4 separate regions of the Mus musculus genome follow, and regions 2, 3 and 4 are each linked to region 1. A link is a contact called in public Hi-C and promoter capture Hi-C data. All regions are on one chromosome and are shown on one strand. Each heading gives the region's core, a stretch centred on a gene start, on an enhancer-like site or on the middle of the called end of the contact. The rest is flanking DNA. Distances are from core to core; before and after follow the strand shown.

The links. Promoter capture Hi-C pulls out the DNA fragments that hold promoters and counts their contacts. Hi-C and Micro-C count contacts between places; a contact is called where the count stands out from the background.
Region 2: a contact with region 1 is called in a promoter capture Hi-C map of pre-B cells. The contact joins the promoter of Snx27 here to the promoter of S100a10 in region 1. A contact is called at or near these places in 2 of 39 promoter capture datasets (cranial neural crest and pre-B cells).
Region 3: a Hi-C map of the N1E-115 cell line shows a contact between it and region 1, with 4 times the contacts expected there. The contact joins the promoter of Prr9 here to the promoter of S100a10 in region 1. A contact is called at or near these places in 1 of 39 promoter capture datasets (hippocampal neurons) and 1 of 484 Hi-C or Micro-C datasets (the N1E-115 cell line).
Region 4: a contact with region 1 is called in a promoter capture Hi-C map of pre-B cells, with 5 times the contacts expected there. The contact joins the promoter of Tuft1 here to the promoter of S100a10 in region 1. A contact is called at or near these places in 1 of 39 promoter capture datasets (pre-B cells) and 1 of 115 datasets of contacts at active chromatin or transcription factors (extraembryonic endoderm stem cells).

The regions. Positions count from the first base shown.
Region 1 is chr3:93,552,527-93,557,790 of GRCm38.p6, forward strand. It overlaps S100a10 (S100 calcium binding protein A10 (calpactin)), which reads left to right and starts at 2,591. Exons shown (of 3, transcript NM_009112.2): 1 at 2,591-2,685.
Region 2 is chr3:94,579,594-94,585,090 of GRCm38.p6, forward strand. It overlaps Snx27 (sorting nexin family member 27), which reads right to left and starts at 3,123. Exons shown (of 12, transcript NM_001082484.2): 1 at 2,652-3,123. The coding sequence starts at 2,956.
Region 3 is chr3:92,121,779-92,127,183 of GRCm38.p6, forward strand. It overlaps Prr9 (proline rich 9), which reads right to left and starts at 2,169. Exons shown (of 2, transcript NM_175424.3): 1 at 2,134-2,169; 2 at 426-1,572. The coding sequence starts at 1,553. The coding sequence ends at 1,203.
Region 4 is chr3:94,655,166-94,660,454 of GRCm38.p6, forward strand. It overlaps Tuft1 (tuftelin 1), which reads right to left and starts at 3,707. Exons shown (of 13, transcript NM_011656.3): 1 at 3,560-3,707. The coding sequence starts at 3,619.

The DNA.
Region 1 (5,264 bases), core at 1,341-3,840:
TGTTCATGGCTCCTGGAAGTTACAGTTTCCTTCTGTGTAGTACTCTGTGTTGTGCCCTGTACCGTGAAGAAATCTGTACAGCCTACAGAACTGGTCTCTGCTCCAGTCAACTGTTAGTAGGGAAGTAGGGTTGGTTTCACTTTGTCCATGTGGTTAACAAGGCATAGCCATTTCCTGCAGAAAGAACTTGGCTGGGTACATTTTTCCTGGAGAGAGAGGTTTTGGTTTTAATTTTTTTTTTTTTTTTGACAGTCTCACTATATAGGCCAGGCTGGCCTCAAATGCACAATTTTTTTGCCTCCCAAGTGCAAGAATTAAAAACATGCCTCACCACACCCATCTTTAGCAGTGGAGCTGAAGTTTCATGGACCTTCAGTTCACAGAGCAGCTAAGGAGCTTCATGGGGAGTTAGTGAGAGAGCACTTGCTATAGTGTCTATCCTGCTGGCTCTGTTCATCATGTGCCCTCAGCATCTTTGTGGGGCGGCACCCACTAGGACTCCAGAATCCTACAGCCTTGCTAGCAGATTGAAAAAAAAAATCACTAAAGGAACGAAAAGGGGGGAAACGAGTGAGTGATCATGGTGATCTTGATAAACAGCGACACAGAAAAAGCAAAAGTGGGCCAGAGATAGAACTCAGTAGTAGAGGACTTACCTAGCATGTGAGAAGACCTGGGCTCAATCCCGATTAAGCCTGGCACCTCAAAAATATTGAGGGGTGGGGAGAGAATGAATACTAAGGAACAAAAGAGGATACTGTCAATCTAAAAAAAAATCAATATAAAAAAATCAATATAACCATATGTATAGGACTAGAACAAAATACATGAAAATAGTTATTATTTGGTCCATACATTTATAAATAATTATTGTTTTAGCTGCTGTTTTCCAAACCCTCCACAAAGGGAATGTGGTATTTGGGTCAATGGGGTTTCTGAGGGTAAAGGTGCTCTTGTGTAAGCCTGATGACCTGAGTTCTAGCTCCAAATTCCACACCAATGAACTGACTCCTGAAAACTGTTCTCACAGTGCCACGTATGTGCTCTGGCACACATGTACATGGAGGCACATGCACAGACACACAATAACTTTTTAAAAAGCACTCCGACACCTCTATACCTCTATACCTGCCCAAAAGGTTATAATAGATTTTCAGATTAAAGAATCACAATGATTAATTGTTGAGTTCTTATCAAATGTTGCTTCCTCTGTGAATCAGACTGTTGCCCCACTATGGGGCCTTAGAAGCCCCTGTCCAACATTCTTGTACTGCTCATCAACCATAGGGAATTGTTTACAATATCTTCAGAAACCTCGGCGCTCTTTGAAAGAAGAAACTGATTCCCCATCTCTGAATCAACAGGCTCTAGCACAAACTAAACATTCTAAGGCTCATGCCCCAGAAAACCAGTGAGTAGGAGTATTCTAAATTCGATCACATTTTCCCTGAGATTTCCTCCACAGCTGCGACGACCTGGGGAGGCCTGTGGGAAGATTTGGAAGGAAAAACTGCTTTTGAAGAGCCAGAACTGAGGTTTCAGAGACCCTGGAGAAAACAGAGCTGATCCAAGTTGGATTTTCCTGACCTCTGCCGAGACTGTCACGTGGTGGCGCATAGAGAATTCCCTAATTCTGTTTATCCCTTTGGAATCTCTCATCCTTTCTAGGACTTCCCCTGGGAACAGGGGAAACCCCAGTGCTAGGGACTGGGCTGTGTCACCAATAACTGCATTTAATCCCAAACCACAAATAATGTTAAGTATCAGGGAAGGGTGTGGTTGTCAGTTAGGATACACTTCAGTCGTCTCTAAATATCTTCCAGAAGTTTCTTCCAAAGAGCTTTTTAGAGCCAAGTAGAGTCAAGAAGGGGGCTCCGAAACAGATCTTAGTAATATTGGCCACAGCTGAAACTATCGACCAAGCAAAATCACAAACTGTACCAGGAAAGGTGAACCCTGTAACAAAGAAGCTCCTGAAGCTGACAAGCACTAGGACACGCCCTGATCCTCACCACTCAGTGGTGGCAAGGCTAGGCTGAAGCCCAGGGGCCTTGCTTCTGCACTCAACACAGGCGACCCCAAGACCAGGTCCTAGAGCAAGCTAGGTGTAGAAGCGTTCCTCCTGCTTATCTAGGAAATTATTCCTAACCCTGCAGGTTCTCGCAGAGGCTCTTGGCTCTGGTTCTGGCCATTGTGCCTCCCGAGACGGCTGGATTCTTATTTCTACACTCACCCACTTTCTAAAATCAAACCTGAGAGGAAGGGCACGGCCCTGGATGAGAATGCCCTGAAATACTAAGAGCATTCTTCCGCAGGGACGTTTACAATAGGGCTGTCCCTGGGGACGGGCAAAGTTAGTCTGTTGGCAGAGTGGGAAGGGTGTGTGTGTGCGTGTGTGTTGCCTTGTGTTTTGGAGAGAGAAGGAGAGAGAGAGAGAGAGAGAGAGAGAGAGAGAGAGAGAGAGAGAGAGAGAGAGAGAGAGAGAGAGAGCGCTGGTGGGGCGGGGTGGGGGGCAGGAAGGGAGGGATGGGTGGGGAGGGCAGATGCCTGCCCTCCAGGCTCCTCCCGCTCCGGGGCGCCTCCGCCCTCTGTACCCGCCTCGCGTACAAAGACGCGCGGTCTTCGGCACTAGCCTCATCGTGGTGTGCCCAGCTCTTCCAAGGACTGCTGCGCTTCGGGGCCCAGGTGAGTCCCGCACCTAATATCTGCCCTCTGGGAACCCCACACCCGCTTGCTTCGGCCTCCAGCCAGGCTTCGCGAGGAGCCGCGCCCCGCGAGCCTGGGTGGGGCCACCCCTCCAGCTCGCACACTGCTTCGGATGCCCCCAGACTCGCTGGGGCGGAGGCCAGTCTTGTCTGGAGCTACCCCATCCTGGCGTTGGAGCCGCTGTTCTGTTCTCCTTTTCGGCATGTGGTTCTTCATTCTCATCTTTTCTACTTTGCAACTAGTCTTAGAGTTAACTGGAGTTTAGCAGAACCTGCTTGCGCTCTGTCCTAGTTGGCAGTTCCATGAAGCTTCAGGCTACAGGCAGAGCTCAGGCTGTTTGAGCCGCTTTGGCCAGGGAGGACTGGAGGCTTGGCAGCTGGAGGATTCCCTTTCTGAAGGACCCTGCTCTGCTTGTTGCCTTAGCCTCAGTGCAAATTCCAGGTTGCTTCGGAAGGATCTTTAAAGTAGGACTTTCTGTCTCTCTACCAAGTGTTCCTCTAGCTACTCGGATTAAATAAAGGGAACCAGAGAGAGATGGAACGAGAGAGCAGGCTTGGTGAAGAATCTTCAGTCTGGGATTAATTTTCATGTGGTGCAGTGAGAGGGACGTACCTGCTTCACGGCCTGAGCTTGGCAACAGGAATGACTGACCTCTTTCCTAGCCCTGCCTGGGAGGACTCTGGAGAAATTGCTGAGTGGGTGGCAAGCAAAACAGAAATGTGACAGACCAGCAGAGCCCGGATCCACATTCTGAAATCCACAGGACCCACCTCCCTCATTTTCCTACCCCCACCCCCCACCCCAGGAAAGCCAGACACATTCTGCAGGGTGGGGCTAGCACAAAGGGTTCCTGGATTCTCCTAGTGATCTGTGGCCTGTGACTCAGCTGTGAGACCTTGGGTGTGGCCTAGCTGGTTGCTGATTCTCTGTGGATGGTTTGAACAGATCGCTCCCTGAAGGAAAAGAGGAACTGTGCCATCTTCCAGGGCATTTTCCAAGAGGAAATGAGTCACAACTAACTGGCCACCAACCTGCAGGAGGGGTTTCTTGTCTGAGCTGCCTGGAAGGGCAGTAATTAGACTGGCAGAACCATTCCAAGTCTGTCTCTCTCCCCCCCGCCCCCCCCATTCCCCAAGCTTCAGTTTCAGCTTCCAGGAGTGGATTTTTGCATGTTATACTTCAAATTAGGTAGAAACTCTCTGTCAGAGAGCTTGCCTTCGGTGTGTTTCAGCAAATTGCAAACGATAATGCCCGACGTTGGAGCAGGAAGGAGGAGTTCATATAACTCCCTGAAATTTCATTTACCTTAGTCCTCCTCCCATTGCCTATGCACTGTCACTGACAGTCTAAGAGTAGTGTTGTTTGTTTGTTTGTTTGTTTGTTTGTTTGTTTTTGGTCTGCTTGGCATAGAGCAGTTATTTGGGTTCCCCTAATTTCTGAGTGATGCTGTTCCCTGGCTTTTCCTAAATACAACATCAAATGGGCCGTTGTCCTCTTATGCCTGGCCTCTGGCCAGCCTCTGAGCAGTCACCCCAATGTGGTCAGGCCCTGGGCTGGGTGGGGCTGAGGCTGGATACCTCCCTGCTTTCTACTGACAGGAGAGAGAGAGAGAGAGAGAGAGAGAGAGAGAGAGAGAGAGAGTGTGTCATGGAGTCATGTCTCCCCACCTCCCAGCAAATACATAAGTATTTGATATGCCTTGGACACATTCCATTCATTTAAGCCTAGCTAAGAGAACAATAGGATTCTTTCAGAATTATGAAATAAATTAATGCTCACAGTGCTGGGGAAAGATGGGCTCTCAGGATTCACAACTTAGGAATCACACCTCAAAAGCAAAGGGAGTAACAGGCTTGGCAGTGTGAGGGTCTAGCTCTTCAGGACCACCACCCCTGGAGGGAGGCAGGGAGGGACTGATTGACTTTTAAAGACAACTTTCAACCCTTCAACTAAATAATTCTCACTTGTCCATGTAGCTGATGTTGTTGGTTGGGTTGCTGACTCATGACAACCCCTCATGGAAAAATGGATGCTCTTGGTTGAGCTAGAGTTCTTTCTTCCTATTGAATTGCATCTGGAGCTTCCTTTAGCAGACCATGTCTGTAGTATGCAAGTTTTAGTTGGTGAGAAAGTCTGAGCTAAAATCCATTGTTTTCATTTCATTCCTACCCCAAATATACTGTAAGGGTCAGATTCAAAAATGTCCTCTGGATTCAATTAAAAAAAAAAAAAAAGGATTGGTCTTCAAATTCTCCTAAACAAAAGAACAGAAACTCTACAAACGTTTTAAAATAATGGATGTTTGTGTTCACTGACACCCTAATTAATTCTGGGTGGCTTCAAGAAAATTAAGATATGGAAAAAATACAGATGAACAAAGTAAATCAGGCCTCCAGCTTCTGAGATTTGTAGCCTAGACCTGGGCATAGGTCCAGAACAGACATTTGGGATTGCTTAGGAAGAGGGATTCCCACCCTACGCCCCTCTCTTAAAGACCGACAGAAAATAAGAACATTGTTGGAATTGAACACCATAGGAAATGTGTGCAAAGTAGGTGT
Region 2 (5,497 bases), core at 1,873-4,372, 1.0 Mb after region 1:
ATCCCTAACTCAGATTCTATCACTTTTCATCAACATGAAAAGCTTTCCAGGGACAACTGAAAGATTAATTAAGAATTTGGGTAAGACAAATTGAAAAGCTCAGGCTGGGAACTGTAGCTGAGTGAGTAGAATGCTTGCCTAGCAAGCATGAAGCCCTAAATCCCTGGGTTCCATCCTCGGCACAACATAAGCCCAACAAAGTGGCACAGACCTGGAATCTTAGCACTCAGCAGGTGGAGGCAGGACAACCAGATGCTACATGCAGAGTCTGAGGCCAGCCCGGGCTACATGGGACTCTGCCTCATATATATAAATAAATCCCTAAAGTTAGTTGATTTTTTCTTCTCTTACTTGAAAAGTCTAAGGAAATGGGGGAGTTGGGGGAGGTATACAGAAGTCTCAGAAGTTATAAACTAGCTTAGAATTGTTAGTTACCTCTGTTACTTCTACAGTGGTACCAGAGTTTCAAAGAATTTTGAATTTTGAAAAAGAATTTTGAATCAGAATACAAAAAGCTCAAAGGAATCCCTGTCTTGAAAAACCAAAAAAAAAAAAAAAAAAAAAAGCTCAAAACCAATACCATGAAGATTTCTTTTTATCATCACCAACCTTCCAGGAACAACTGTCTAGGCAGTATTTCTTTTCCCCTGCCACCAAAAATTAGAAAAATTTCTCTCACCACCAAGGACAGTACCAAAAAATATTAGCTTCTACTTCCTAGGCTCCTAGTCTCTCATAAGGATTCACAGGATCCCTCAGCTCTTCTTTACATTGGCTAGTTTACAGCTGGGATTTCTGCTGGAGACTATAATAAGAGTAAAAAGTTTAAACACTCTTGGTAGATATTAGCTGTAGTTTCATCATTTTGGACCCTATACAGCAAATGACCTAGAACTTTAATACACTTATAACTGTATATATTTTAAAACTAAATATAAAGAGCTGAATCAAAGCTAATTTCCACAGGGAAAGCAAAATGACAATTCTAAAAGTTTCTATCAGAAGAAACCATCAGTCACAACTTTTGCGTTTTCTAGAAAATAAATACCAAGGGACCCAGTTAGAAGGCAAAGTCATTATTGTATTCAGTATCTTAATGCTACCCACAAAGACTAAAAATATACTACCCGAAAATATTAGAAAATAGTCTGTAATATAGCAATTTAAAACAAAACAAAACAAAAACCCCACAAGCATCTCTTTCCATAAAGGTCAGAAGAAATGTGCAAGCTCTCCACACACATGCATTAGTGAGCTACTCTTTCTTGAAGTGGAAAAGACGAGGAAACAGAGTAAGAGTAATGGGCACAAAAATGGGAGGGGGGGGAAAGGCCTGGAGGAAGGGGGCTCCTTTACAAGGACAGACTCCCAAGATTCTGTAAGTGCAGCTCTTACATGAATCTGTTTTACAAAATGAAGAGCAGGCAGCTGTGGAACTTACAATTAAAATGAAATATTTAAAAAGAAGAAAGACTTGTGTGAGTAAATCCCATCATGGAAGGAGAGGCTGCGTGTGGGGGGCGGGGAGGGGGGGGCGATACAATATAGATGCAGTAAGGAGAGATCCAGGATTGAAGGAGAATGGAGACAATGAGAGCACACAGCGCCAACAAGTCAACCAACAACCACTATACAAATTTAGGACAAAGTACAAAATCACAACCACAACACAGCTTAGGGCAGTGGAGGTCTGCGTTCAAACTGCCAAGACAACATCTCTGGAGCTTTAAGGGATGTGGTGGTGACAAGTGAGCCTGAACAAGTTCGATGAAGGAAGACTGCAGCAGAAGGTGGGTTGCAACAGCAGAAGGGGCCTTAAAAAGAGAAGGGAAAGCTACGTCGAGAAATTTAAAGTGTAGGATTGCAATAGCACAGAGCAGGAGGAAAACGGAGCGGGCAAAGACCTAAGTCGACTGCAGTCTGAGGGAAGCAGGAGCTAGGAGCACTATTAAACCGAACTCCAAGGTGTGAGGAGTGGTGCACGTGGGAAGTCGGGGAGCCAGAAAAGGCTGTACTCAAAAGCAATGTAGCCATGGAGAAGCTAGCCTGAAAATCAGGTTGCAACCCCTCCCCCAAAAACGCATGTGATAAGGTATACTCGAGATGGTGTGACTACAAAGAAGAAGAGGGGAGAAAAGGCCAAACGGTGGATGCAAAAATGTCGGTGTGCTTTTATCATAACGGGGAATAACTAAGGAAAGTGGGTGGAGGGTTAAGGTGGGGAGAAATGATGCCTCCAGAGGAAAATGAGCTGACCACAGGTCCTATCAGGTCTAGAGGGCAGAAGGGACAGTCCACAAGGTCTGAGGGGAGTGGCAGCGACCAGGAAACTATGATGCTAAAGATGAAAAGTTGGGGAGGACACAGTACTGGCTAGGTCGAAAGGAGACTCCCTCAGTAAGGGGCAGAAAGAGGCATGCTATAGAAGAAGGCAAACGGGTTGAGAGCAGCCAAAGGCATGGGAGCAGCAGGGAGAGCACAAACTGGAGACGCCAGGAAAGCAGGAGGCTCCAAGCCGGGCCGCGAAGGCCCGCGGGGGGCGAGGGTCGCGGCAGGCTCTCGAGCTAAGAGAGGTGCGGCCTGGGTGACAGGGTGCGGGGCCAGGACAGGCGAAGGATAGGAGGACGGGGCGTGGCGGCAGCGATACTCACACCTCCAGGATGCGGTCCCCTTTGCGCACCCCGGCCCGGTCGGCCGCCCCCCCGGGCAGCACGGCGCTCACATGCTGCAGCGGCGCGTACAGCTCCCCGTTGATGCTCCGCAGTTGCCCGCCCTCGCTCACTTGGCCCCGCACGTTGAAGCCGTAGCCGGATTCGGACTTGACAATGCGCACGACCCGCGGGCCGCCGCCTCCCCCGCCACCGTTCCCGGCGCAGTGGAGCCCAGACCCCCCGCCGCCGCCTCCATTCCGGTGCGGGGCTGAGGGGTGAATACCTTCCCCGTCCTCGTCCGCCATCTTGCGAGCAAGCGAGCGGTCCCCCGCCCCCCTACGCCTCCACTCCTCCGGCGCGCGCCCGCCCCCTCCGGCAGCCGCGCGACCCCGGCGCGCGCCCGCTCCGCCGACCGCTGGAGCTAGTGGGCCACCGCGCTGCGAGGGGGTGAGGAAAAGGGAGCAAGGCGGGAGAAGCAGACGGTTGGGCGCTGCAGGGCCTCCTGGGAGATGTAGTTCTGCAAATGGTGCATGACGCATCCGGGCTCAAAGCCTTCTGGGAGTTGTGGTTTATTGGGCTTTGGGCTCTGGTTAAGTTTCCTTGGTTGGATGATGAGAATCTTTTTTTGTTTTGTTTTTTCGAGACAGGGTTTCCCTTTGTAGCCCTTGCTGTCCTGAACTGGCTCTGTAAAGCAGGCCGACCTCAAACTCAGAGATCCACCTGCCTCTGCCTCCTGATTGCTGGGATTATGCCCGACCACTAGTTGGTGATTCATTGCAATCTTGAATCGGTTATTCATTTGTATATTCATGTTGGACAAAGCCCCAGCAATCAAGTGATACAACCAGATCGTGAATTCGGTTCCTTATTTCAAGTATTAGGATACGGAACTTTAGTGTTACCAAAGTCAAGCAGCAATTATGTAACAGCATTTAAAGCTCAGCTGTTTTTGCGCAACTTTCTTTTCCATGTTATTGCAACTTCACGGCTATATACAGACATACAAAAAAGCATGTGTGGAGGAAAACAACAGCTTCCATGATTTAGAACTGGATATTAAAGTGGTCAATAATTTTAATTTAGCAAGAGTTTTGAAGTTGCTTTTATCTTGTTTATTTCATTTCTTCCAATAGCACAAGAGAATTCTTAGAAAGCATGCAGTTGGTGTTTTTGGCGATCTGGCAGGATATAAACTTGATAGAGCTGGGTGCCTGGTGACAGCAAGTAATGACAGAAATAATGCACATAGCAATCTACGCCATCACTGCTCCACTTTGGTATTTGATTTCCCCCTACTGATAAGGTCACTAGTTAATCCATTCCTGTTTAGTAGATGTTGTAGAATACACAAGATTCCACAAAGCAAAGACAAAGGAAACAGTATCAGCCTCCTCAGGTATTCTCAGTTCTTCCCCACCAAGCACCATGTAGATAAAGAGCTCTGATGAGTGATGTTCCCCTAAGGTATCAGAGCCTAAGACACACAACTTGGAAAGGTTGCCATTCTGTACAAAGGAATACAGTAGACTTGCTCTTTGTCCTGAGGGGGACATTACTTCATCTCCCAAAGTGACATATTAACACAACCCCCCAACCGGAGAAATAACCTGGAGATAACGAGCCAGGAGTCTTCCTTCTTGGCATCCAGCAGAAGAAGAGGAGAAGCACCAAGAACTACCTTTCTCAACATGACTATGTACCAAGTCTTTACATCTAGAACTTATTAACGCTTTACAGCACTAGCCCAGTCCCTGCTTGGTAGATGAGGTTACACAAGTAAAAAATTATGAACCTAAAAGAAGCAGATAATTTATAAAAACAAACAAGCCCCTGAAAGAGTTTACTGGCCATGGAGAGTTTTTAAGATTACAAGGGACAGAAGAAGCAATAGGGGGATTAAGAGATTTTGAAACATACTGAATGGAGACACAAAGTCACTACAGTTAGAGCATACATATGAAGGTTAAAAAGAAAGGTTTGCATTATAAACAAAAGGAATAAAAGTAACCTTGTTTTACAACAAAGCTGATGAAGACTCTTGGTTAGTTCTGAAATACTGAAATAATAAAGATAGAATAAGTTTTGCTTCAACATAATGATGGAATCTGGTTTGGACTTGAATAATTTATTTTGAATTGAGTACTGGATGGAAAGAACTTGCTGCTAAAATAACTAGTTTTTTGGTTTTTGGTTTTTTTGGTTTTTCGAGTCAGGGTTTCTCTGTGTAGCCCTGGATGTCCTGGAACTCACTCTATAGACCAGGCTGACCTTGAACTCAGAAATCTGCCTGCCTCTGCCTCCTGAGTGCTGGGATTAAAGGCGTGCATCAACATGCCCAGATAGAACTAGTTATTTTTGCCAAGCCCACATCTTTAATCCCAGCACTCGGGACACAGAGGCCAGCCCATCTCTGTGAGTTGAGGCAAGCCAACCAGGAGCTACATGCTAACATTCTGTCTCAAAAAACAAACAAACAAACAACATTTGCCTTTATTTTTTATTAAAAAAATATACTGAAGGTGGGAGGGCTAGAGACATGGCTCAATGGTTAAGAGCACTGGCTGCTCTTCCAGGTGTCCTGAGTTCAATTCTCAGCAACCACATAGTGGCTCACAACCATCTACAATGGGTTCCGATGCCCTCTTCCATCATGCAGGCATACATGCAAATTGAGCACTCATATACATAAATTGTAATGTACTTACTCGTATATAAATACATATATACATAAACAAATATACATATAGATACACTGAATGAGGCTAAGGGTGTCAGCCAGTCAGTAGACCACTTGCCTAGCATGCAGGAAGCCCAGCTTAATCCCTAGTCGCATAAAAACAAGATGT
Region 3 (5,405 bases), core at 919-3,418, 1.4 Mb before region 1:
ATTTTGGTCCTCACGTTTGATTAATCTCAAAGGCACCTTTATTTCTCTCTGCTATTTGTAGCTGTCCATGAGTTTATTTGGGGTAGCTCTTCCACACAATTTCTCTACTTCCCGTTTCAGTCCTTCCCTCTGGAAACCACACTAAACAGTGAGTAGACTATTGTGGAAAGAACCTGGACCTGAGGTTTTCAGCATGGGAAGGTGTCAGCTTTTGCTACATTTTCTAATATACGAAGTGTGTGCAAATGAGCCTGGAGAGGTTGTCTGGATGCTGGTCTATGCGATCTAAAAGAGGTCTTTCTGCTGATGTTTTGTGTATCTGTGAGATGGGTTTTCATTCTTTCTACAGACTTATTTCCAAAAGGAGAATATAATTCCCAAAAAGACAGCCGAGGTAAGGAAAAGACATACATCACATCAGAAATCAGCCTTAGAAAGAGCTTTATTATATATTTTACTTCCACCAAGGGGGAAAGGCAAGGAAGTTGGAGAGAAGCCAGCTCCTATCCCAGAAACACAAACTAAAGATGAATCATAGTATCCAAAGCCCTCTCACACCAAATGGTCCAAAGCAGATCATCTACAAAGCACAAAGACTGACAAAGATCTAAAGATCCCAACTTGTGTTTCTTATAGGCTGTTTGAATTATGTCTTTTAAAACATTTCATTTGAATTTTACAAAGCACAGACCACATTACAATGTTCAGCTATTTTTTTTTTTTTGGTTAGGATGCACAAACAAAATTAAACCATTTTTGATTTTGTAGCATCACCAATTTCTTCATACTCATTGTAGTGGTGATGCTCACCATAAAGCCATTAAATTCAGATTCTCTTGAGGCTTGAAAGAGATACTTGCACTCTGAAAGATGGACAAAGGCATCCTTGGCCATTATGTACCAGGGGCTAAGTGAGGTTTTGCCCCAGGAGAGTTGTGTTAGGCTTTGATGGTCTGCCTCAATAACCACAACATTCCCATACTCTTGACCGTCTGCCAGCTGCTGAGAACACTTATTCACAGAGGTTAATAAAATACAGAGAACTATCTTCAGAGGTACAGACCAAGTCCTGGAATACTGAGGAAGTCAGGAGACAAGACAGTATCTTACACAGAGATACCCACAGGAGAAGGTCACCGTAGGACTGGGGTTGTATTTTCTTCTGTTGGCCATCTTCTTGACTCCAGATGGCATTTGAGCAGCTACTTCCCCTTGCTCTGGGATGAACACTTCTCCTGTACCTTCTGTGGGAACTCCTCCACACATTTTGTTTGTGCTAGCTCCTGGCATGGCTCCGCACACTGAGGAAGGCACTGGTCTTGGCTTGGAGGTAGACATGGATCTTGGCCTTGTTGTGGGCAGTTTCCTTGGCTTAACTCCTGGCACTGAGAAACACATACTTCCTGAGCTTGTTGTGGACATTTATCTTGGCAGGGGTCCTGACATGAGGAGACACACACATCCTCAGCTTGTGCCTGGCACTTTTCTTGGGTCTTTTGAAGACATGGGGGTGGCACACATGGTTGCTTGCACTGTTGATCATTGAAAGACATTTCAGGTGATTTGAAGAGCCTGAAAACAAACAGAAAATTTGAGACATTTTACATTAAAACACCAAGGCTGGGACCTAGAAAGGAGTGCATGAGTGTGAAAGATTGCGAGTGGGATAGGGGGAGAAGATAATTAAATCCAAGTCTGATTTTTATTCCTTTTTTTAAAATCCCTATCATAGATTCCCTTGATACTTGTTTCCAAGATGAAGGTATTCTCCTATTCTCCTGTGCTTTTGTCCAGTCCTTCCACAAAATCTAATTACTAATTTTTAAAAACCATGTACAAAACACTAAGCAGAATAAATGAGATAGTTAAATGGATCAAGAAATGGCAATCTGTCTAAAAACAGTAGTAGAAAGTACAGTCTAGGATAGAAACAGAACAGTGGTGGCCTCTCAGAGATGGAACATCAGGGATTAAGGGAATGAATACCAGAGAGGAGGGAGGGAGGGAGAGAGGGGAGAAAGGAGGGAAAGAGAGGGGGGGAGAGAGAGGGAAGGAGAGAGAGAGAGAGAGAGAGAGAGAGAGAGAGAGAGAGAGAGAGAGAGAGAGAGAGAGAATGAGAAAGGAAATGCTTACCTGATCTTCAATGAGATTCAATGAAGGATGTGGACTGTGGAGTCTAGGATGGTGGGGACTTTTATACAGTGCTTGGTATAGCCTCCTGGAGGACTGACAGGCCACGTGGGCTAAAGTCGTAATTGTGGTGTCACCGTAACAAGCTTCGTTTGAAATCACGAATGGTTTGAGTCACTGCTGTGATGCCTGTTAATCAGCCTACATTTTGGCCTCTGGGTTCTCACCAGACCTCAGCAGGGAGGAGCTTCACACATGACTCTTTCATTAGAGGCAGCAGAAAAAGAATGTCCATAAAATGTTATCTGTCTGTTAAACCAGGGCTGAAGTCTCTTGTCTCCTCATACTGTTTCAGGATGTGGTAAGAGATAAGATCTACCATCCTCATCACATCTTTGCCAACAGGAAGAATCCATGCCTAAAGCCTGGAGTCTGTCTGAGTTATGAACTTGTATGGCTTATTTCATACATTTCCACTGGATATTCCTACATGAAGCATAAAACCCTTTCATACATTTTGTCTAGTTGATCTCAATTCATGGTTCTACACATTGAGGTAGACTCTGATCTTGGCTTGGAGGTAGGCATTCAGACCTGAGGTAAATGGCTTGCTCTGGGGTTCTAAGCGGAGGATCCACAGTGTCCTAGGCAGAATAAAGTTTTTTCCTGTATAAAAGTCCTGCTCTTTAGTCAGGTAATATAGTGAAGGGGAAAAGAGAAGAGACTGTCCTTATTTTCTCTACTTTGAGTTATTCTTCCTTTGAAAGGTAGAAATTTCCATGTGACCAAGGAAACAAGTTGGAACAAGGTGAGACTATCTCTTTGCCTCCTGGAGAATTTGTCAAGTTTAGGCCAATGAAAACTGGGAGTGGAAGGAAAAGTTTCAAAGCAATATATCCATTTTTTTCTATGTCCTGTCACTTTTACTTGAAGAGCCCGTCTTCTCTGGTCACAGCAGTATTCACACTACACTCAAGTATATCACCTTTCAAGAGTCACTGTAAACTAGAAAGAAATTTACTTATTTATGAAGCCCCATAATATTTATGTTTGTAATATATATGGCATTTAGTGGTGTGGTTAGAAATTCTTTTATATATATATTTTAATTAGGTATTTTCCTCATTTACATTTCAAATGCTATCCCAAAAGTCCCCCATACCCTCCCCCCCACTCCCCTACCCACCCACTCCCACTTTTTGGCCCTGGCGTTCCCCTGTACTGGGGCATATAAAGTTTGCATGTCCAATGGGCCTCTCTTTCCAGTGATGGCCGACAAGGCCATCTTTTGATACATATGCAGCTAGAGTCAAGAGCTCCAGGGTACTGGTTAGTTCATAATGTTGTTCCACCTATAGGGTTGCAGATCCCTTTAGCTTCTTGGGTACTTTCTCTAGCTTCTCCATTGGGGGCCCTGTGATCCATCCAATAGCTGACTGTGAGCAGTGGTTAGAAATTCTTATGCAAGATCATACTATTCTTGGTTGTAAGTTCTAAACCGTGAAAAACATCACATATATGATAACTGGAAGACAAGAGAAGATAAGTGGTTATTGATATGTACATACATCTATGAAGGAATACAGGGGTGGATATACAAAAACAGTGAGCAGAGGAGAATCTACTCAAAGGCTTCAGTCCCACCATAGAGCGTTTCTTTCTCTTCTGCTAAAACAATTCGTCTGAAAATTCATGTACAATATACAAGATAGAGTACATAGGCTTTTAAAAGTGATATAAGAAATGACAATTTGCTTTAACAACAACAACAAAAAAAAAAAATCCAAAGTACAATCTAAGAAGTAGAGCAGGCCCCCCAAAGACAGAGCAGTGAGGGAGGGGGTTAGGGCTATTTACCCTGAACTTCAACACAATTCAATGAACAGTGTGAACTTTGGAAGCCAGTAAGGTGAAAACTTTTAATAGAAAATACAACGTTAAATTATTTAACTAAATATTAATATTTAAGGGAAAATAGTATTCATGAGAGGAGTCTCTAGAGTCCCTAAATTTGTGCTGATTTTATCTGCTAATATTTCAGTAATATTAAATTAAATAGTAAGACTAAATTCAGTAACATCAAAAAATGATAATGCTCTGGGGCTAGAGAGATGGGTCAGTGGTCAGAGCACTGGCTACTCTTGCAGGAGACTGAGAGTCTGTTCCACCATCCCAAAGGCAGCTCACAACTGCCCATATCTCCAGTTTCCAGGGATTCCATGCCCTCTTCAATCTGCTTCAGGCACTGAGCACATGTAGTAGTCCATACACATACATTCAAGGAAAAGCACATACACGTAATATAAAAATAATTTTACAAAATGATGGTGCTCTCCTTATTTTAGGGTTAACGTCTTGAAGAAGTAGACACAGTTTGTTTTCCGAGATGTGATCAGCAAAATTCAGGAACGGCCCAAAATGTTAATACAGGTTTGGGATACTTCATATAACAAAAGGTTATGTTTTTGTTTTGTTTTGTTTTGTTTTGTTTTGTTTTGTTTTGTTTTGTTTTGTTTGTATTCTGTGTGTGGAGTATGCAGGTATGTCCAGAGGAAGATGCAGTTTGTCCTCTATTTTTCTCTGCCTTCTTTTCTCTTTTCTCTTCTCTTCTCTTCTCTTCTCTTCTCTTCTCTTCTCTTCTCTTCTCTTCTCTTCTCTTCTCTTCTCTTCTCTTCTCTTCTCTTCTCTTCCCTTCCCTTCCCTTCCCTTCCCTTCCCTTCCCTTCCCTTCCCTTCCCTTCCCTTCCCTTCCCTTCCCTTCCCTTCCCTTCCCTTCCCTTCCCTTCCCTTCCCTTCCCTTCCCTTCCCTTCCCTTTTCTTTTCTTTTCTTTTCTTTTCTTTTCTTTTCTGTTTTTTGTTTTGTTTTTTTGTTTTTTTGTTTTTTGTTTTTCGAGACAGGTTTCTCTGTACAGCCCTGGCTGTCCTGGAACTCACTTTGTAGACCAGGCTGGCCTTGAACTCAGAAATCCGCCTACCTCTGCCTCTTGAGTGCTGGGATTAAAGGTGTGCACCACCATGCCCGGCTTCTGCCTTCTTTTCTTAAGACATTAAAAGAATTAAGATAGAAGATGGAATCCAAGTTGCCTCTCAGTTGACTTTAAGGAAGAGTGTTTGGGGTTATTTAAGGGAAGGGTGTAATATAAACACAAGGATCTTTTGAAGCTGCAGAGGAGAAGAGAAGTTAATCTCCACCTTGAAAGAGTACACAGGTCATTGCTGGCATAGAAGGCAGAAGAACATGCAGAAATGAGGGCAGCTGTAGAAACAGGAAAAGCC
Region 4 (5,289 bases), core at 2,457-4,956, 1.1 Mb after region 1:
AAATAAATACACACTATGTACAAGTATTCTTTCCATTATATTATTTATTTATTTAATATGTACGGCACATTTATGTATGTATACCACATACAAGCTTGGTGCCAATGGAGGCTTAAAAAGGGCACCTGATCTCCTGGAACTGAAATTGTGGATGGTTGTTAGCTACTATGTGGATGCAGAAAATCATACCAGGGTCTCTCTGTAACAGTACCTAGTGCCTAGAACGACTGGGCCATCTCTCTATCCCTCTAACATATATTCTTTCCATTTAAAAAGTCAAAGGGAGGGAGAAAATGAGGGAGCGAAGGAGAAGGCAGGCAGAGGTCACCCACGCAGACTCCATGTGGCCATGTGCTCCTTTATACACTGCCTCCACGGTCCCCCACTGGTGACATCTGGCTTTGCTCTGGAGCATGTCATCCTTCACTAGACAATCTTCTAACCCTGCCAATCAAGGACCCCTGCCCATTCCTACTTAAGGATAATCTCAGGGGACAATGGCCCCTTTCCCTGGAATCTCAGAAGGATGGCAAAATGACCTGAACTGGCCAGAATCATCCAGAAGCAGGGATCATCCACATTACTGTCCTGGACTGCCTCGGTTCGGACCTTTTAATTGAAGCTTTCCTTTAACTTCTAGGCCCTGATCTTTTCCTTCTAGTAAACTCCTCTTTAGCTAGCTAGGTTACTTTCTGCTGTTTACTTTAGCCAAAGGAAGGTAACAGGATTGTCTAATGGGTTTGAGATTTATTTGTACTTTATATGCCAATAACTTACCAATGTCACTTTTAAACAAATACTTTTGACATTAAAATACACTTTACAACCAGATAAGGTGGTTTGCACCTTTAATCCCATTAAACATACATACAGCTGACACAAAGCTTTTGTCAGAAAGACTATCCTCGCCATCGCTCTGGCATGTTAGTTATTATTTTTTTTAAATGCTATTTCTCCTCCACTAAGGTTTTTGTTTTGAAATAAAGTCTTCCTATGTAGTCATGGCTGGCCCGAAATTTACTATGTAGACCAGGCTAGCCTCAAACTCACAGAGATCCATCAACTTCTGCCCTCCAAGTTCTGGGATTAAAGGCTTTTACCACTATGCCCAGCTTTTCCACTATGTTTTTGTTTGTTTCTTAGTAACAGGAATAAAAACAGCTGATTACGGAAGAAAAAGGCACTCCCAATAAACAAAGATAGAGTTGGGGATGTAGCTCAGTTAGACAAATGCTTGTCTGGTGTGGCCAAAGACCTGGGTTCAACTCCCAGCACCACATAAATCAGTTGAATCGTTTCCTTGCTCACAGCTTTTGCACCCTCACTGAGCATGCTCAATGGTATGAGTACATGACTGACGACATGACAGGTTCCCAGGGACTGTCCAGAGCCATAAATTTTATTTACAGGTTGGCTCAGAGGAGAAGAATCCAGGACAAAGCCTGCCTCCTGACTGACTGATTGTTTACTCTCTGCCCTTCCTCATGAGCCCAGGAATGTCTCCAAGAGTAAACCAGGCAAGGGTTATTTCACTCCTGGCTTTATAATAAAATAAGTCTCTCTATCTCCCTCTTTTGTTTTTTTCCCAAGACATGGTTTCTCTGTGTAGCCTTGGCTGTCCTGGAACTCACTCTGTAGACCAGGCTGGCCTCAAACTCAGAAATCCACCTGCCTCTGCCTCCCAAGTGCTGGGATTAAAGGTGTGCGCCACCACCGCCCAGCCATAAAATAAGTCACAAGTCTAGTCTGTCTCCCCTCTGACATATTGCTATTTTCTACCTCTGCTTTCTGTCCCAACAAACAAGAAAGAAAAGCATCAAGGGACAGCAACGGGTGACATATCCTTCTCTGTACTGCCAGGATTGTGGTTTTAAAGATCCTTCTTCTATATGAGGTGGGTCTTTTTTCTACGTCTAAAAGAAGCTCATGGGTCTAGAGAGATGGCTCAGTGGTTAAGAGAACTGTCTGCTCTTCCAGAGGTTCTGAGTTCAATTCCCAGCAAACACATGGTGGCTTACAACCATATGTAATGGGATCTGACGCCTTCTTCTGATGTGTTTGAGGACAGCTACAGTGTATGCATAAAAATACAATAAATGATTCTTCTTCCTCTTTCTTTTTTTTTAAAGCCCATGACCCCTTTTATTCATTCCATGTTCTTTCCCTGACTCAACCATTCCAAAGCACCAAGAGCATGGAGCACTTGAGGCTGGGACAATAGGATATGACTAGTTGTTGGCTGGACTTTGGTTTTGTTTATCTGATTTGGTCAACCTCTCTTACCTGGGGTAGGCTGGGGGGTGGGCTGGGCTTTGGGCAATGTCAAAACTTGTAATGTGAAAGAAACCTCCATATTTCTAGGCAAAAATGTCGAAGGAGACAGTGAACAGACTTCAATGATCAGCTGTACTCTGAACTTCAAATGAGCACCCATTCTACAACAATTCTTTGAAGAGCCATAATCCAGCTGTAGCTGGGTTAGCTTTGCCTCAAGGACATGCTGAGACAGGCAGGCGCATAGGAATCAGATGGGGGGGGTGGGGGCGCAAACTCCCCATCACTTTGGCTCTCATTTCATTCTCCACAACAACTTGGAAATAAATTAATTAGCACAGATCTATGGAGTATTTGGATCCCCCAGCAACGACTAGAAACATGCAGCATCAAATTACAGGCCTTTCCCTCTGGAGAGAAAAAAAAATATGTGGTCAGTTGAGGGTGGCATAAAGGGAGTGAGGGAGTGAGGAGGGCATAAAGGGAGCAGGGCAGACTGGATTGCACTGGAGAATGCCCCCTCTCTCTCCCTAACCCACTCCAGGTGGGTTCAGTTCTCCACTGGAGTTCCGCAGCATCCCCTTATTCCCCTACAGGGACTTGGCATCTGGACATGAAAGCAAAACCAAGGAAGCTACTGGCTGGCTGAAAGGGGGTTGGGGACCAGAAAAGCAAGATTTAAAAAAAAAAAAAAAGGAGAAATCCAAAAGAGGTGACCGTCGAGCGGAGAGCTCCATAAATCCTCTGGGCGAAAGGTAGAATCTGGTACCAATTCCGTAGTTGTCTGAGACCTATCCCGCCCACTCATGCTCTCCCCTCTCTCCTAGGATTCGACCCTCTGCCCCCTTTCCTAGTAAAAGGATCGCCATCACAGAAGTCTTTGAAGGGGTTCTGAGGCCATCGGGAAACGCGAAAAGGCGTAACCCACCTGGGCCGGCGCAACGTCCGAAACAGCGCAGGGATCCGGTCCCTCGAGCGTCTTCCACGACCCAATCTAGCTGCCCACGAGACGCCTGAGTAACGCGCCCCATGCCCGAGCCGGGGCTACAGTGTCCGCGCCAAGGACAGGACCTCCCCAGCCCTGGAGCTGCCAGTGTTTCGTCCTGTGCTTCCCACTCCACAGTCCGCCACAGGGCAAAGGAAAAAGCCCACGGAGCGACGCGGGGCTGACCGCACTGAGCCCGGCGTCAGGTGAAATGGGCTACCTGAGCCTGAGGCACGCGAGCGGCGGAGCTGGAAAGCCACTGTGCCTGAGTGGGAAGGCGGGGTGAAGGTGACGACCTACCGCGGTCTGGCTCTCCGGGTGCACGTCCACCAAGGTACACCAGTTCCGCGTCCCGTTCATCTTCACGCGGAGGTCGTATGAGCTTCCTCAACTCCGAGGTCCCGGGGAAACTAGGCCGGCAGGCGGGTGCGCGCGCGGAACCGCCCCCTAGTATAGGCGCGTCGGGGGCGGGGCTGAAGATGGGCCACGCCCAGGGCGGTATTTATCAATGAGGTAGAGCGGAAGCGAGAGGTGGGCGGTGCCAAGAGGCTTCAGGACTCGCCTACCCGTGCTATGGACGATTTACGTAAAGGTGAGGCTTGGGAGTGAAGGTCGGGTGACCGCTTAGGAATTTTACTAAGGGTACGACAAGGTATCTTGTGGTATCTCATTGGTCTTTTTCCTTTCAGTTTTCCAGGTTCGGTGCGGGAAAGAATCGGTCTGGTCGTCTGAGTTGGGGCTTGCACAAGCTTCTGTGGTCTTTCCTGAAATGTAAGCCAGCCTGTAGGCTTTTTAGAGCTGAGTACATCTTTCCTCAGAGTTCTACCACACAGGTAGAAAGGCAGGCACCAAAGACCAGCTCACTCGGACTAGTCTAAGCCAGTCTGGCAGGTGCTTTTTCCTGGCAAGTAGCCCAGGTCGAAGTCAAAGCCAGCTAAGCTCTGGGTGGGGCTTGCTTTGCAGAAACTAGACTTATATGGTAGGGAGAGGCGGGACACATGACCTTAAAAGGAATTTGCACCCTAGAGAAAGAGTCTTAGTGGCACCAAAGGCAGTTGCTTCCCAAGCTTAGGCTGGGATCTTGAGGGCTGACCTCTGGTAGAAGGCTATCTCACTGTGTGATGGTCACAGGGACAGCAGGCGCGGTGTGTAAGGTCTAATCCGATTGAATAGGCAGTACCACTAGAGGTAGCAATTCGTTTTGGTGAACATCTAGGTCCTTAAAGTGTTAGGGTGGGTGTGGGGAAACGAGGTGGGCGGGGACTAGACTGGACTCTGAGTCACTTGCCAGTGATGAATGGATACAAAGCTCTGTCTATACCTGGAAGATAATCACTAGGGACATCAGTGACCAGAATAGGAGAAAAACTCAATTCTGGTCCTTTCTCTATCCTCAAAAAAGGCATTTGTGGTTCTTTGACTGGGAAAGCCCCCCCCCCCCCCACCAGGCTCGGTCATTTGAATACCTGGTTTCCAGTTGGAGGTACTAATTGGGGGATTGCGGAAATGTAGTTTCGCTGGACAACCAAGTCACTGGGGCAGGCTTTGAGAGTTCAAAGACTCCCACCATTCCTACTTTGCTCTCTGCTTCCTGCTTGTGGTTTGAGATCTCAGCTATCACCTTTCTACCATGATGGCGATGACCTCTTACCCCTCTGGAACTGTAGGCTCAAATACACACCTCTTTATTTAACCTGTCTTGACTGTTGTTTTCTATTACAGCAGCAGACAAGTAACTCATACAGCACTCTGTATAAGCTATTCCCAGAGCTTCTTAGGACAGGATGGTTCTACTACAAGTAGTCTGTTTCCTAGATGCCTGATCAGCCACAAGAGACCTCTAAAAAATGAGCTAAAGCCTCATTTTAATGTACAGTTTCAAGGACTCTTGGAATAGGATCTACTTGGCAGGGAAAGGTGCCTGTGGCCAAGCCTCCTGACCACTTGTGTTCAATCCCAGGATTCACACTGTGGAAAATGAGAAAAGATGTTCTATCTCAAAAGTTGTTTTCTGACCTCTACAAATGTAG